2 separate regions of the Mus musculus genome follow, and region 2 is linked to region 1. The links are chromatin contacts, called in public Hi-C maps. All regions are on one chromosome and are shown on one strand. The core of a region is the stretch at or near the end of the contact, and the rest is flanking DNA. Distances in the headings are between cores, read along the strand shown.

What was found. Hi-C and Micro-C count contacts between places; a contact is called where the count stands out from the background.
Region 2: a contact with region 1 is called in a Hi-C map of cerebral cortex, with 4 times the contacts expected there. The contact joins the enhancer-like site here to the promoter of 4933432I09Rik in region 1. A contact is called at or near these places in 5 of 39 promoter capture datasets (3T3-L1-derived adipocytes, the HPC-7 cell line, cranial neural crest and 2 more), 5 of 15 datasets of contacts at CTCF or cohesin (the NIH/3T3 cell line, embryonic stem cells, large pre-B cells and 1 more), 19 of 484 Hi-C or Micro-C datasets (the AML12 cell line, the Ba/F3 cell line, the HPC-7 cell line and 13 more), 10 of 115 datasets of contacts at active chromatin or transcription factors (the HPC-7 cell line, acute myeloid leukemia, double positive thymocytes and 7 more) and 3 of 9 other capture datasets (adipose tissue, liver and pancreatic islet).

What each region holds. Positions count from the first base shown.
Region 1 is chr16:18,211,097-18,217,604 of GRCm38.p6, reverse strand. It overlaps 4933432I09Rik (RIKEN cDNA 4933432I09 gene), which reads left to right and starts at 3,742. Exons shown (of 3, transcript NR_015575.1): 1 at 3,742-3,768; 2 at 6,407-6,508. It also overlaps a transcript of Ccdc188 not described here.
Region 2 is chr16:18,150,914-18,157,421 of GRCm38.p6, reverse strand. It overlaps Rtn4r (reticulon 4 receptor), which reads right to left. Exons shown (of 2, transcript NM_022982.3): 2 at 5,014-6,508. The coding sequence ends at 5,291. Among named protein-coding and RNA genes, the nearest start is that of Mir6366, 11 kb to the left of the region's middle. Within about 2 kb of position 2,806, at least 47 of the 459 cell types and tissues checked have an H3K27ac peak or open chromatin away from gene starts, as enhancers often do. A contact at or near this core is called in cerebral cortex, forebrain, muscle stem cells and 1 more, where this site is marked.

The DNA of each region.
Region 1 (6,508 bases), core at 2,493-4,992:
TTCGGACTCCAGGTTCAAGGCCCTCTGTGTCCCTGTGAGGATCTAGCAGAGTAAAAGTGTCCGGCCAAGATCATTGAGACTTCACCCCTTTGATTATGCCCTCAGGACCAGTGAAGTTGCCAATGAGCTGCTTCTGAGCCATGCTCAAGAGGGTTAAACCATAACGGTGCTCATGTCTAAGAGTTGGGACAGCTAACAGGACACATGGGGCTACAGCCGTCTTACTCTGACTTGGTTTGGAATGTCAGTCTGAGGTTGTTCTCTGCTGCCACTCCAATGAGCTTGAACATCCTCTTTGACTCTAGAGGTCCATGCTGATGCATGTCTTGCTGCCCATAGTTCTGGGTGCTCCGGGGCCAAGTTGCATGCTTTATTTGTTCGCAGTGCAATCTAGGGTCTTTTGCGTACAAGGTAAACATCTCATCCCTGAGCTTCTCCCTAGCTGTTTTGTTTTCTATTTTTATTTTATTTTTTTTTAAAGATTTATTTATTTATTATATGTAAGTACACTGTAGCTGTCTTCAGACACTCCAGAAGAGGGCGTCAGATCTTGTTACAGATGGTTGTGAGCCACCATGTGGTTGCTGGGATTTGAACTCTAGACCTTTGGAAGAACAGTCGGGTGCTTTTACCCACTGAGCCATCTCACCAGCCCGTTTTCTATTTTTAATTGCTATTTATTCCTATCTCTCTCTCCCTCCCTCCCTCCCCCCCCCCGTGTATGTACACGTGTGCAGATGCACATAGGACCCAGAAGACAGCACTGGATCCCATGAAACTGCAGTTACAGGTGGTTGTGCATCACCTGCCATGGATACTGGGAACCAGACTCTTGTCTTCTGCAAGAGCAGCAACTGCTTTTAACTGCTAAGCTATCTCTGCACCCCATCAATGTTCCATTTTGGGGGTACAATATTTCACTAATGAAATCTCTTCTGCTTTCCCCATTTGTTTGAAACTCTGGGTTTCTTCTATTTGGCTTGGATATTTGTATGTCAATTCCTTTAAGTCCCAGCTCTCTCTTACTTTAAAACAAATAATTTATTCTATGTGTATGTGTGTTTTGCCTGCTTGCATGCCTTGTGTCCATTGAGCTAGAAGAGACTGTCAGATGTGTTTTGTTGTTTTGTTTGAGACAGTGTCTCTCACTGGGACCTGGGGTACTCGGATTAAAGGAGGGTAGCTGGCTAGCCAACCCCAACCAGATCTGCACTAGGACAGACTGTGAGCCATTACCCCTGGCTTTCTACAGAACTTCCAGGATCAGTCTCAGGTCCTCAGGCTTCACTGGCAAGCGTTCGGCTGAGCTGTCTTAGCCGTCCTCTCTCACTTTATACACAGCCTTGTGCCATTTAATGATGGGGTGCATTCTGAAGAATTTGGCATTCTAAAGCACACGTGTGTAAGCCTAGATGGCACTGTATCCTACACAGTTGGGTCATGTGGAGCTTGGGTGGGAAGAACCCGCTGCTCCTTGGCTGCTGAGTGGGACAGTGTGAGACTGAGGAAGAGCAAGGTAGTGTGCTGGGGAGAGGCACAAAGCACAAGAGGCCAGAGAGCGGCTACAGCTTACCCCAGCTGCATTCATTCTACAGTAAAGCCCTTTAAAAACACAAACACAAAGAACACACTAAACTAAATGAAAGTGTCCTATCATAAGTGCGGTAGCAGTCAGCACAGGCATTTATTGCCATGTTGCAGTACTGGGCTCTGTATGCGTGCTCCGCACTGTCTTCCACTGACCATGCAGTGGTGTACTCTTGCCCTCCCAGCACAACGGTGAGGGATATGTTATATCATGATGCCAACAGCATAAGTAGTTGATGTGACATTTTCTTAGCAGTGATGAGCATGACACCCAGGGCTTTGCACATGATAAGCAGGCATCTACCGCTGAATTATTCTTCCATCCTTGGTATTAAATATTGTCTGTCTGTCTGAGGAATACTGATGTTTTAAAATTAAGTCACTTACTTTACACCCCATCACAGCTCCCCTTCTCCTGCCCCTCCGTCCTATTATGCATTCTTATGATTCTTATGGGAGCACATATTGCCTATAATTGACCAAAGGATTATGTAACACATGAGGATTTTTTTTTGACAAGTTTGAATCTCACTGGTCATACTTTTTCATCGCTGGAGGTCACTGTGAGCCCCTCAGTGCCTCTTCCTTTTCAAGGTACCCTGTTCTTTTTTTTTTTTTAGGATGCAGCGGTTTTGGAGAAGGACAAGACCTTTTGATGACGACTTTTTCTTTTCCCCTTATGGTTCTTTGGTTCTGTTTTCCTTTATTCTTGATCACTTCCCAGCAGATACTCTTCAAATAAAAACCTGTTTGGGGTTTTTTTTTTTCTATCTCTGTTTATGAAGGAGTTCAGAAAGCTAAAAGGTATTTTTTTTTTCTGTTAAACCATAGGGAGGTCCAGGTTGAAGCAGGAGGGCCTCTTGCCATGCATATCACTGCTCCAGCTCTGGTATCTGGAATGATGAGACCTAGGGAGTTTGCCAAGGAATTCTGTTGACAGCTGCCATAATCAGTACTGGAGTCCAAGCTTGTCTGCAGCCAGTTCCTGCTTCCCAGCCACTTGTATCCCGAGTTAGCTGAGTCCCGCTTTCAGTTTGCTGAAGTCCCTTACAGACTAACGGCCGGTCTCCTGTTGTCTTGCAGACCTGGAATGAATACCCATCAGGGGCCACTGAAACCTGTGGCGGAGGAGCTGGTGTGCGCTACAATGAGAGCTCCGGTGGGGCCCAGCTGGCACACAAGCTGGAGTCCTGCATTTTTCCAGTATGGGATGCATCTCTACACTCAGTACAGACTGAGGCTGGCAGTCACACTAGAGGAGAGGCCTGGAATTGCCCCAGCATGCCCTACGGCACTCAGAAGCTGCCCACTCTGGTCCCTGGAGGGGCTTCTAAGCCCTCTGCCTGTTGGTTTCTTTCTGGGGTTTCATGGTTACCAGGATATGATGATCTCAGAGGTGGGAGCCCAGGAAGGCCCTTGGATGGCTTTGGAATGGGGTGGCTTCAGCAAAGGCCCTGAGTAGCTGACAGTGGTGGTCGTGGTGTCTTTGTTCTATATTCTGAGTCTCCAGACTTGGTAAGGGCCCAGTAGATACTCAGGATGCTGTCCTGTTAGTACCACACAAAGGCTGCAGGCTAGGATCCTCAGGTCACAGCTCCAAGTGCTCAGCGTGGGCTACAGTTACTGAGCAGCCGTGGAAGGACTGAGGGCACTTCAGGTGCTCATATGTTCTGAGACCTTAGGTGCCTACCTTAACCCGAAACCCAATGTTCTCTGATCACCTTACCTTTGTTGGGCTGTGCCCTATCTGGAAGGCTGGTTTCTTTCAGACAGCCCCGAAGACGCCTCCCCCTTTTCCACGGTCCTTGTATGCTCTTGATCTCCAGAGAGTCCTGAGAGGTGAGGGAGTCTAGTAGGAGAGAAGAGCCCCAGGTCTGCCGTGTAGCTGGTTCCGCATGAGCATGAGCTGTGCTAGCATGTTAAATACCCTACAGATTGGTGTGTTGGGTTGGGTGAGGGTCTGTGTGGAGCCCCGAGGCTGCACTGGGTGGGAGTGCTAGGATGATGCAGACTCGAAGACACACAGAGAGTGTGGGACACTAGAGTGTGCTGTGAGGAGCTAGAGTGGCCCTAGCCCCTGTTGCTAGGCAGCGCATTTCCCTGGACACCAGTTGCCATGGCAGCCGCTTCCTGCCCATGTTGCCATGACACCCAGATGGCCTTGAGGAGCCTGAAGTGGTGGTAAGGGGCTAGCTATCCAGACACACTCACACCACCCTTCCCCCCAGCCCGGCTGGTGCCTAGGGGATGCTGAGGAGAGGAGAGAGGACAGGCTATGTTATCCAGAGCCGCTTGCCTACAGCTGGCCTGAGATGAAGTCAGGGGCTAAATGGGCAGATTCTACTCTCCTTACTATGGCCTTGACACTCAATGACCCATGCTCATTACAGGGCCTGAGTAGAACTCAGAGTCATAGAGCCAGCCACACCCATGAGAGATTCTCATTTCTGTATTTTTAACCTGGGCTTCTGGCCCTTACCCACCTAGTCTGTTCTCCACTTGCAGCCCCAAAGCACCCTGCGTAGGACTAGAGGATCCTACAGAACCTGGATGAATGTGTCTGGGGTTTCACAGGCATTCCTGGAGTGGCCTTGGGATTATTACCCTGTCATCCAGGACTCTGCCCAGTCCTTTCATCTCCTACCCAGGACCTAGGGTATGGCCTAGGCATGAACTCTCCTTTGCTCTGTTAGAGAGGCAAGATGACACTTGGCTCTGAGTCACAGCCTGTGACCTTCCAGGTGGCAGAGGGGCAGATGAGGGATGAAGTGGTCTGTGTGATGAAGTCACCCCAGGGCCAGAAGGTAGGGGCTGCTAGGCCTCTCTGTTCCTGGCAAAGTAGACATGAGTTTCTGAGAGCTGTGTGACCTTCTCGGCCTTCTCCAGTCTGCAGGGAGTGGGGAGTGCAGAGCAAGCAGGGTCCTGAGACCATGGTGTGGGCAAAAGAAGGTCTCAGAGCTAGGCATGCTACTTCATGCTTGTGTGTATCAGGATTTTGTAAGGCTAGAGCAGGAGGATTGCCATGAGTTTGAGGCCAACCTAGGATGCACAGTAAAATCCTGTCTCCATGTCTTATCCCCACAAAGAGGGCACTAGGTGGGCTGGGTCCTTGAGGTCTTCTAGGAATTCCCAGCTCCAGAGGTTGAAGCTCTTGGAGGAAAGGCACACCCATGGGGCGCTCAGTACTGGACATGGACTTTCTGCTCCTAGAATGTATGTGGTGACAGGCTGTTTGCTCCTCTCTTCTGTGGTCACTCTCTGGAAGCCACTGCTCATATTTTTTTTAAAAAATGATTTATCTATTTTATGTGAGTACACTGTAGCTGTCTTTAGACACACCAGAAGAGGGCACTGGATCCCATTGGAGATGGTTGTGAGCCACTGTGTGGTTGCTGGGATTTGAAGTCATGGCCTCTGGAAGAGCGGTCAGTGCTCTTGGCCACTCGTATTTTTAACTTTAACAGTCAGAAAGACAGTAAGAGTGCTAAAGACAACCCTTGTGAAAGACACAGTCCCAGTAGACAGCCATCATTTCAGGATGTCGGGGGCTCTGAGGCCTTGTACTGGGAGGTGGCCTGCTGACCGCCATGCTGTGCTCCACTAGGCTGCTGAGCGTAAGCACCCCTGCCCAAGCTGAGGACCCTCTCCTTTCTTAGGAGTCAGATCTCGTCTCTTGTTACTTCCAGATGGACAGTGGTGTCCAGAAAGTCAGCATGAATGGGCTGCCTGGCGGTCAGTACCAGTTCACCTTACTGGGGCTAGAACCTGGGTTCTTATCTTTCCTGTTGTATTCTATCTGACCCCACTCTTGATAGATACTGGCCTACCTGTCAGCGCAGGCAACAGTGCCAGGCTATAAACTCCAAAGGCCTATTTCTGTATCCTGATGACATAAAGACCCTCAGGTTAAAGTGGGACTGTGAACAAATGAGAGAGATCACTTTAAGCTGCCAAAAGCTGGCTCCTGGCTTCGATGCTGATGGCAGGCAGAGCAGGAGTAGACTGCAGTTCCCAGACTTGCCACCAGATGGTGCCTCAACCCTGCACCAGGCACAGATACTTGGGTGGGAGCCAGCACCCAGGGTCGACAGGCTAGGAAGAAATTGAAGAGTCTGCCAGGCAGAAACTTGTGCCACGGACAGATCAGACACAAAGCATCCACCCCCACTTGGATCTGTGGTTTCCATGACGGGTAGCCATGTGGTCACAGCTCTCACTGGTTTGAGGGCGCTCCTTTTTTTATTGCTTAGCACAGTGAGATCCTGTCTCTGTGTCTTATCCCCGCAAAGAGGGCACTAGGTGGGCTGGGTCCTTGAGGTCTTCTGGGAATTCTCAACTCCAGAGGTCAAAGCTCTGGGAGGAAAGCTTAGTTTGAAGCAAATTATCCTAGACTTTCCCAGCACTGTACAGCGGTATTCCATCTGTCCTATGGGCAGCTCTGGATTGACCCACGTCTGTCACAGGCACTCACCAGTAGGATAGGGAGTCCCAGAGCTATGTGATCAGGGCAGGCAGGATGGTCCCAGCCAGCATGTGTGACTGCTGTAATACCAGGTCTTCGACACATTGGAGAAGGAGAAGGTCTAGTGTAGAGCCCCGAGCCTAGCCTGACATTTTCCTGCATTTTATCAGAACTTTCAGCCTTGGCCCTCTCAGCCCAGGTGACTAGGGCTTGGTTGATGTCTTCAGGCTCTGGGCAAGGTTCAACCCCAATCCATAGGGCAGGGCCAACAGTCTGGGCTGTGCCCTTCTGGGATGGAGTGGGAGTGTAAGATAAGCCCGTCTTCATACCCAAGTAGAATGTCCCTCTCATCCACAGACTCTAGTCTATCTGTGTGCTATGATGTGGTGCTGCCATGGATCCTCATCCCAGTGTAGTGTCAGTGACAGGAAGTGGACAGGATGCACGCTGTCATAAGAC
Region 2 (6,508 bases), core at 1,557-4,056, 59 kb after region 1:
AGATGGACAGGCCACCAGCTTACACGTGCTAGTCAGAGGTAGCAGAGGGAGTACTCCCTCAGTCTGTACCTAGACTGACAGGGGAAAGCAGTGGGATCCAGGGTAGAGGGGATGACACTGGGAGCCAGGGAGGGCTGGCCGGAAAGCCTCAAGGAATAGGTCTGGGAAAGCAACCCCAGAGAGGACACCTAAGAAGAGTCCTGTAAGCATCTGCTGCTCAAACCTCACTCTGCCTAGCAGCACACAGACTGCTACCCAGAATCCCACAGTCTGACCAGAGGCACAAGTTTCACCCTCTTATCTCTCCCTCCCTCTCTTCCCCTCCTCCTTTCCCTCCCCCATCATTTTTCAGAAATAATTGTGAGGCAACTGTATCAGACAGTGGCTGGACCTTGCCCCAGAGCCTGAGCCCCAGATCCTCACAGGGTGGCCTGCCTGGTGGCTGGGTGTAGTTTCTGTGTGAATTCTTCATCCTTCTCTAATTGTCCACACTCACTTCTCTCCTTTGTCAGCAGAGCTGCAAGCCTTGGCGGCATCATTAATGCAACTCTAGCACTCTGGTGTGAGGAGGGGGCCGCCCGGCTGCCGCTCCTCTTCCCGCCCTGAGATGGATGTTCCTTTATTGCCCATAAATCTACGCACAGACTCTGTAAAGACAAACCGGAGGCCTGCTAGTCCCTTGTGTTTGTTGGGCTGGTAGGCTGTGGGTTTAATTAGGCCTCAGCACTCGCAGGAGCAGCTCTGGAGAGTTGAGGGGCAGGCCACGCCATGCTAGGTCTTCAAGAGAGCAGGATCTGCGCAGGAGCAGGGTCCAACCCCTCGCTTTGTCTGGGGGAATTCAGGTTGGTCCATGTGAAGGAATCATATATCACTCACTCCTCCTTCAAACGTCTGTCTGTGTGGGTACACATGCTGAGCCCTGCAATGTGGTCTGCTCTTGCCCATGTAACTCTGCAATAGCCCAGGCCCAGGCTCGTCTGGGCAACCTTCAAGCAGTGACTGTCCGCCCTTAAGAGGTCTTCCTTTCTGTGCCTTCTGTTGGAACAGAGTAGGCACCTAATGGATACATGCAGCAGATGAGTGGGGCCCTACCTCTTCCTACCTGTGCTGAAGAATGAAGCATTTCTCCAGGCCCAGCCATAGTACTGGCCCTGAGGGCAGGGTACAAATGCTGATACGCACAGCCTGCCAGCCTTCTGAGCCAGGAGGCTATCTAAGCCAGGAAGGTAGGTAGGTAGGTAGGTAGGTAGGTAGGTAGGTGTAGCTTGTCCCCCACCACCCCTGTGTGTGCATGTGCATGTGAGTGTGTGTGTGTGCCTCAGGATGTCAAGTGGATTGCTTTGTTGGTGTGCTCACAGAAGTGAGGTTCAGTCCAGTTCCCTTCTACCATTTGCTATATGGCCTTGGGGACCTCTTGTCCGACCCAAACCTAAAGTGGGCCTTGTAGATGGCCTTGGTGTGTGTATGGTTCAAGAGAGAGGGCTTAGGTGCCATGAGACAGTAAAATCCACAGTGGCTGGAAATGACTTGGGACCATCTGACCAGACAAGTAATTTCAATGTTCACACATTTACCATGGACTACCGTGTTGTCTTCCCTCCTAGATGACATCCCTGGCTGCCTGGCACAGGAGAGAGGTCAGCATCTAGAATCCTGTGACATTCCTGTGTTCCAGGGTACCCCAGGCAAGCCTCAGCTCATAGCCAGTTATGTGACCTCAGGTCCATCCCTGTTCAGACAAGTCTCTGCCTCACATCAGGGACATCAGTAGTGTCCCGATAGGCCCTTGGATGTCAGACACACCCCATGCTGAGGACACTAGCTGAGGTCCGGGGCATGGCTCATGGCTAATTCTCCTACTGTGAGGAGGGGTTCTCCACCTTGTTTCAGCTGTGAGTATCCTCTGAAAAATTCTCACTTTTCTGCAAACATGTTTCTGGCATGTTCTCAGTCTCCCTAGACATCTACTGCTGGACATTCTGCTGCTTCTATTATTTTAGAACTAATTTAAAGATTAAAAAATAATAATTCACCCAATTACTGTGCAAAGCCCCACCAGCAAGATAAATGGGGCAGATGTTCCTTTAAGCCAAGATGTGAAGCCCTGAAGCAGCTTCTGAGACATGAGGACCTGCAAGGGGTCCTGAGTGACCTTAGGAGATGCCAGCTGTGAGCCAGTGCCTCAAGGGCTACTTGCTCCAGACTTGTTTCCCAGGGTACCTACCCACTGTGAGTCAGGTTCCAGCTGTCAATCTCCAGAAATTATGCTCAATGGTGTGGCCTTGGCAGGGCATGGGATACTGGGCCAGGCCTGTGAACAGGGAAGGATTATATCACAGGGAGCCCTGTGGTTGGCCTAGAATCCTTGGAAGAGAGCCAGGTGTGTCCATGGTAAACCAGCAGTGGACACCCAACGGGGGCGCTGACATACTCCACAGTGCTTTGTATAGCTTTAATTAGCTTCCTGCACAGCCTCAGGGTCCCAGAGACCCAGGTTGGACACTAGCCAGAGGCCAAACTGATGTCCAGAATCTGACCTAAGGGAGCCTGCTGAGCCAAAACTAGGTGGGTAGAGATTAAGAGGGGTTAGGACAGGCCAGATTGGAGTCCTGGGGCTTTGGCCCAACCCCCAAGCCTTCCAGGTCCCTCCCCATCACAGGCCGGTGATCTCATCCATTCCTGGGCTGTAAATATCACCCAAATGCTCACGACTCCCAAATGTGTCCTCCAGCCGGGCCCCTCTCCCGAGCTCAGCCTGCACAGCCCACGCGACACCCCCGCCCAGATGTCTCCTGGGCCTCAACAAGCCGCTCCTCCTGGCACCCCCTCCTTGGGGACAGGCGCCCCTTGCCGGCTGCTTAGGGCAGACGCCTGGGAGCCCTGCCCACCGCCTCCAACCATCCTGTCAAGTCCAACTTGAAACACATCCCCTGCCTTCTGGATCTGCCACCCCTAGGGTCTGGCCAGAAAGTGGCAATTCCATAGTGCCTGCCTGTGTGCAGACCCCACACTGTGCACCAGTGCCAGGAGAGCCTTCTCTGAAAATAAGACCCTGCCCATTCCAAGATGCATGCTCTCTCACACAGGTACCAATGGCCATTGCTTCTGCACCCTGCCCCCCTTAGCTTCTACACCACCTTCACAGGCACCCTGGACAGACCATTATCTCCACTCTCTAACATGCTCCCAGACTTCTCTCTCTGGAGAGGGGAGTGTGCAGAGCCTCAAGGGACAGGGCAGGGTCTGTAGGACCCAAGGCGCATAACTTAGGCTGTTAGCCTGGTTACAAGACAGCCTGTGGCCCGGAAGCCTTCTTTGCCATCACCAGGGGCTGACATCCAGTCCTCACCTGTGAGCCAGCTGTTGGTGACAGAAACAGAAAGTGGCCTGAGGCCAGATAGTGCCTATCCATGAGGAGCAAGCTCAGCATATGTAGTGGACTCCCTGTTCCAAAGGCATGTGGACTAAGATAGGACCCTCTGTCCCGTAAGCCACAGAAAGCGCCAGTATCTGCTGCAGATGGCCAGCTCAGGACCCTGTAAGGTTCTTTGTCATGGAAGCTTTTTGGTCCTGACTTATATTTAGGAAGACTTAGCCTTACCCCTCAACACTGCCCCTCCCACAGACTCAGCAGGCTGCCTTGGTCTTCCCAAATAGGCAGGAGCTCCTTGCTGTTAGTGATGAGGGGGTGGATGAAGACCCCTGTCCCGTCCACCAGGTGCAGGCCAGCAGCCTTCCAGGATTCTGCAGCAGGCTGTCTTCTTCACGGGCCTCCTCAGCTAGGGCTACGAGGGTGAACAGGGCGTTGGAGACTAGCTCCTAAGAGGAAGGGGCTGGGCAAGCAGTGCTCTCTCACCCATGAGACCTGCTCTAATTGCAGCATCCCCAGATTAGGGACCAGCAATGACGTCCTGGCTTGGAGCATAGGCTAGAGTCCACTCTGCAGAAGAACAAACTGCAGGTGTAAATGTGGACAGCCATGTGGGTATGTGTGGTAGCACCAGCAGGCCCAGGCCCAGGCCCAGAGGCAAGCCCAGGGGTTTCCTGGAAGTGATTCCCTGGTAAGGAAGAGAAGCCCAGACCAGGACCTCAGACTCCAACTCTGCCCTGGGTCCCTCCTCCATGGTTGCTGAGCACATTCCTCCACCCAGCCTCCTCCCCAAGCTTCTGGATCCCTGGCCGCCCCCATGGCCATCTGGCTCCCCCAATTCCCTCCCCCCAGGTCCCTGCATTTTTTTCCTTTCTCCTAGCTCTTGCCCTGGGGGAGGGAGACAGACCCATTCCTGGTCCCTCACAACCACTTCCTCACTCTTTTCTGGTTCTTTTCCTTCTGTGTCTGAGGCCTTTTCAGCCCAGGCCTCAGAGAGTCACACATGCATCTTCTTGCCTGTGCTGTTTTAAGCACATGCACACACACGTGTGGTCTGTGTGGCTCCTGCTCTGCCACGTGCGATTGTTCCGTGCTCACGTGTATTCGTGGCCACATGTATCCTCAGGGCCGTGGGGTGGTCTGAGGCACCTAGGCATGGGGCTCGTGACCTGGAGCAGTGATCTGAGGGTGCACACAGCCCTTGTGTGAGCTTGAGCCTCCTTTGGGGCTACCCCATTTCTGGCCACTCCCAAGCAGGGGAGCCAGGTCTTTACACCTCACTCTCAGCCTCCCCTTGGGCTGGACGACCCCAGAGTAGATGTCCTCACAAAGCCGAGCTTGTTTAGAACCATATATTGCTGAGCTTAAAGTCGGCCCAGCTCACAGAGAAGCTGGCTGAGCTCATGGATGTCAGCTCTGGGGCAAGCTGGTGCGGCCGGAGGGTGGTGGGAATGTCACCTCACTTCCATATGTGAACCCCCACCCCCACCCCACTGCCCGCTCAGCCCAAACTGCCCTACCAATGGGGGTGGGCAGTTCTATCTCTTCTCAGGCCTTCTGTGCCAGTGTCTGAAGGAGATGCTATGCTGGGACCCACCCTCGGTTCGCACCACCCACAGTACCGCAGCCCAAGAGGCCACAGCTTAAGAAAAGAGCTCTTTATTCCACGTCATCCGATATTTTACACAAGTAAAATAAAATTCATATCTCTATATACCGCGATCCGGGTGGGAGGTGGCGTTCTGGAACAAACGCCACCCCCGGAACCCTGTAAACATGATGGGGTGGAGATGGGGGTGGGCTGGTGGGGAGGCATCTGTCAGGGAGGGCCTGGCCTGCCCCTCAGAGCCTGTCCCTGGCTCTGGCTGGCGGCGTGGAGGGAGACCCCATATGTACACACACCTGGTGGCTGGTGGCTGGTCAGCAGGGCCCAAGCACTGTCCAAAGTACCAGTGCAAGGCCCAGAGGAGCAAGGCTGCAGGCCAGAGCAGGCAGAGCCCCTGAACCCTCTGCGTCCCCTGTTCCACTGGCCCCACTTCCCGCCTGGCCCAGACGGCAGTGGCTGCGGGTGCGATTCTTCCGGGAACAACCTGGCCTCCTGCGGGGACCAGTGGTGGGAAGTCCTGGTGGCTCGGAACCCCCAGGCCGCAGGGCAGTCAGTGGGGGCTCTGCAGAGCTGGGCAAAGTTCCAAATGGAGAGTCATTGATGTGCCGAGGGCCTGAGCCATTGCCTGGTGGAGTGTCACCGGGAGGCACACGTCCCTTGAGGGCGTTTCCGGCAGAAGCTGGCCTCCCGGGTTCCAGTACTGAGGCTTTGTCTGCAGCATCTGGCTGGCAGCACTTGGGGAGGCTCAGCAGCTCCTCATCAGTGAGCTGACTGGTCTGGATGGGACGGAAGGGTCCTGAAGCCACAGCACAGCCCTCTAGGTCACTGGCAGCGAGGCGCTTAAGATCACGGTCTGCCAGGCGTTGGGGCAGGTTGCAGGGCACCTCTGATGAGGAACCTCGGAACTTCTGCAGCCAGGCCCAGAGTGGACGTGCCCGGCAGTCACACACCCAGGGGTTGTCATTGAGTCGCAGGTACTGCAGAGACCTCAGGGGCATTAGGACCTCTGCAGGCAGCATGGAGAGGTTGTTGGCAAACAGGTAGAGGGTCATGAGGCGGCCAAGGTCCCGGAAGGCATGTGGGTGCACACGAGCCACATGGTTCTGGTGCAAGAGGAGGCGGTCAAGACTGTGCAGGCCACGGAAAGCGTGCTCAGGCACACTGGGGATACGGTTGCCATGCAGAAAGAGATGCGTGAGGTTGCCCAGGTCTCGAAAGGTGTTGTCAGGGAGTGCCTGCAGATTGTTGTCTTGTAGGTAGAGGTACTGCAGAGCTGCTAGTCCACGGAATAGGCCGGGACCCAGCTCCCGCAGGCCACATCGGTCTAGGTGCAGTGTGTGCAGGTGGCCCAGGCCGTGGAACGTGGTAGGGTCCACGACATGAAGCTGTGCATTATCACTAAGATCTAGTTGCTCCAGGAGGGTCAGACCAGTGAAGGCAGCAGCATCGATCCGAGCCAGCGCATTAGAGTGCAGCCACAGGATAGTGAGATTTCGGCATGACTGGAAGCTCGCAGCTGGCACGTGAGAGAT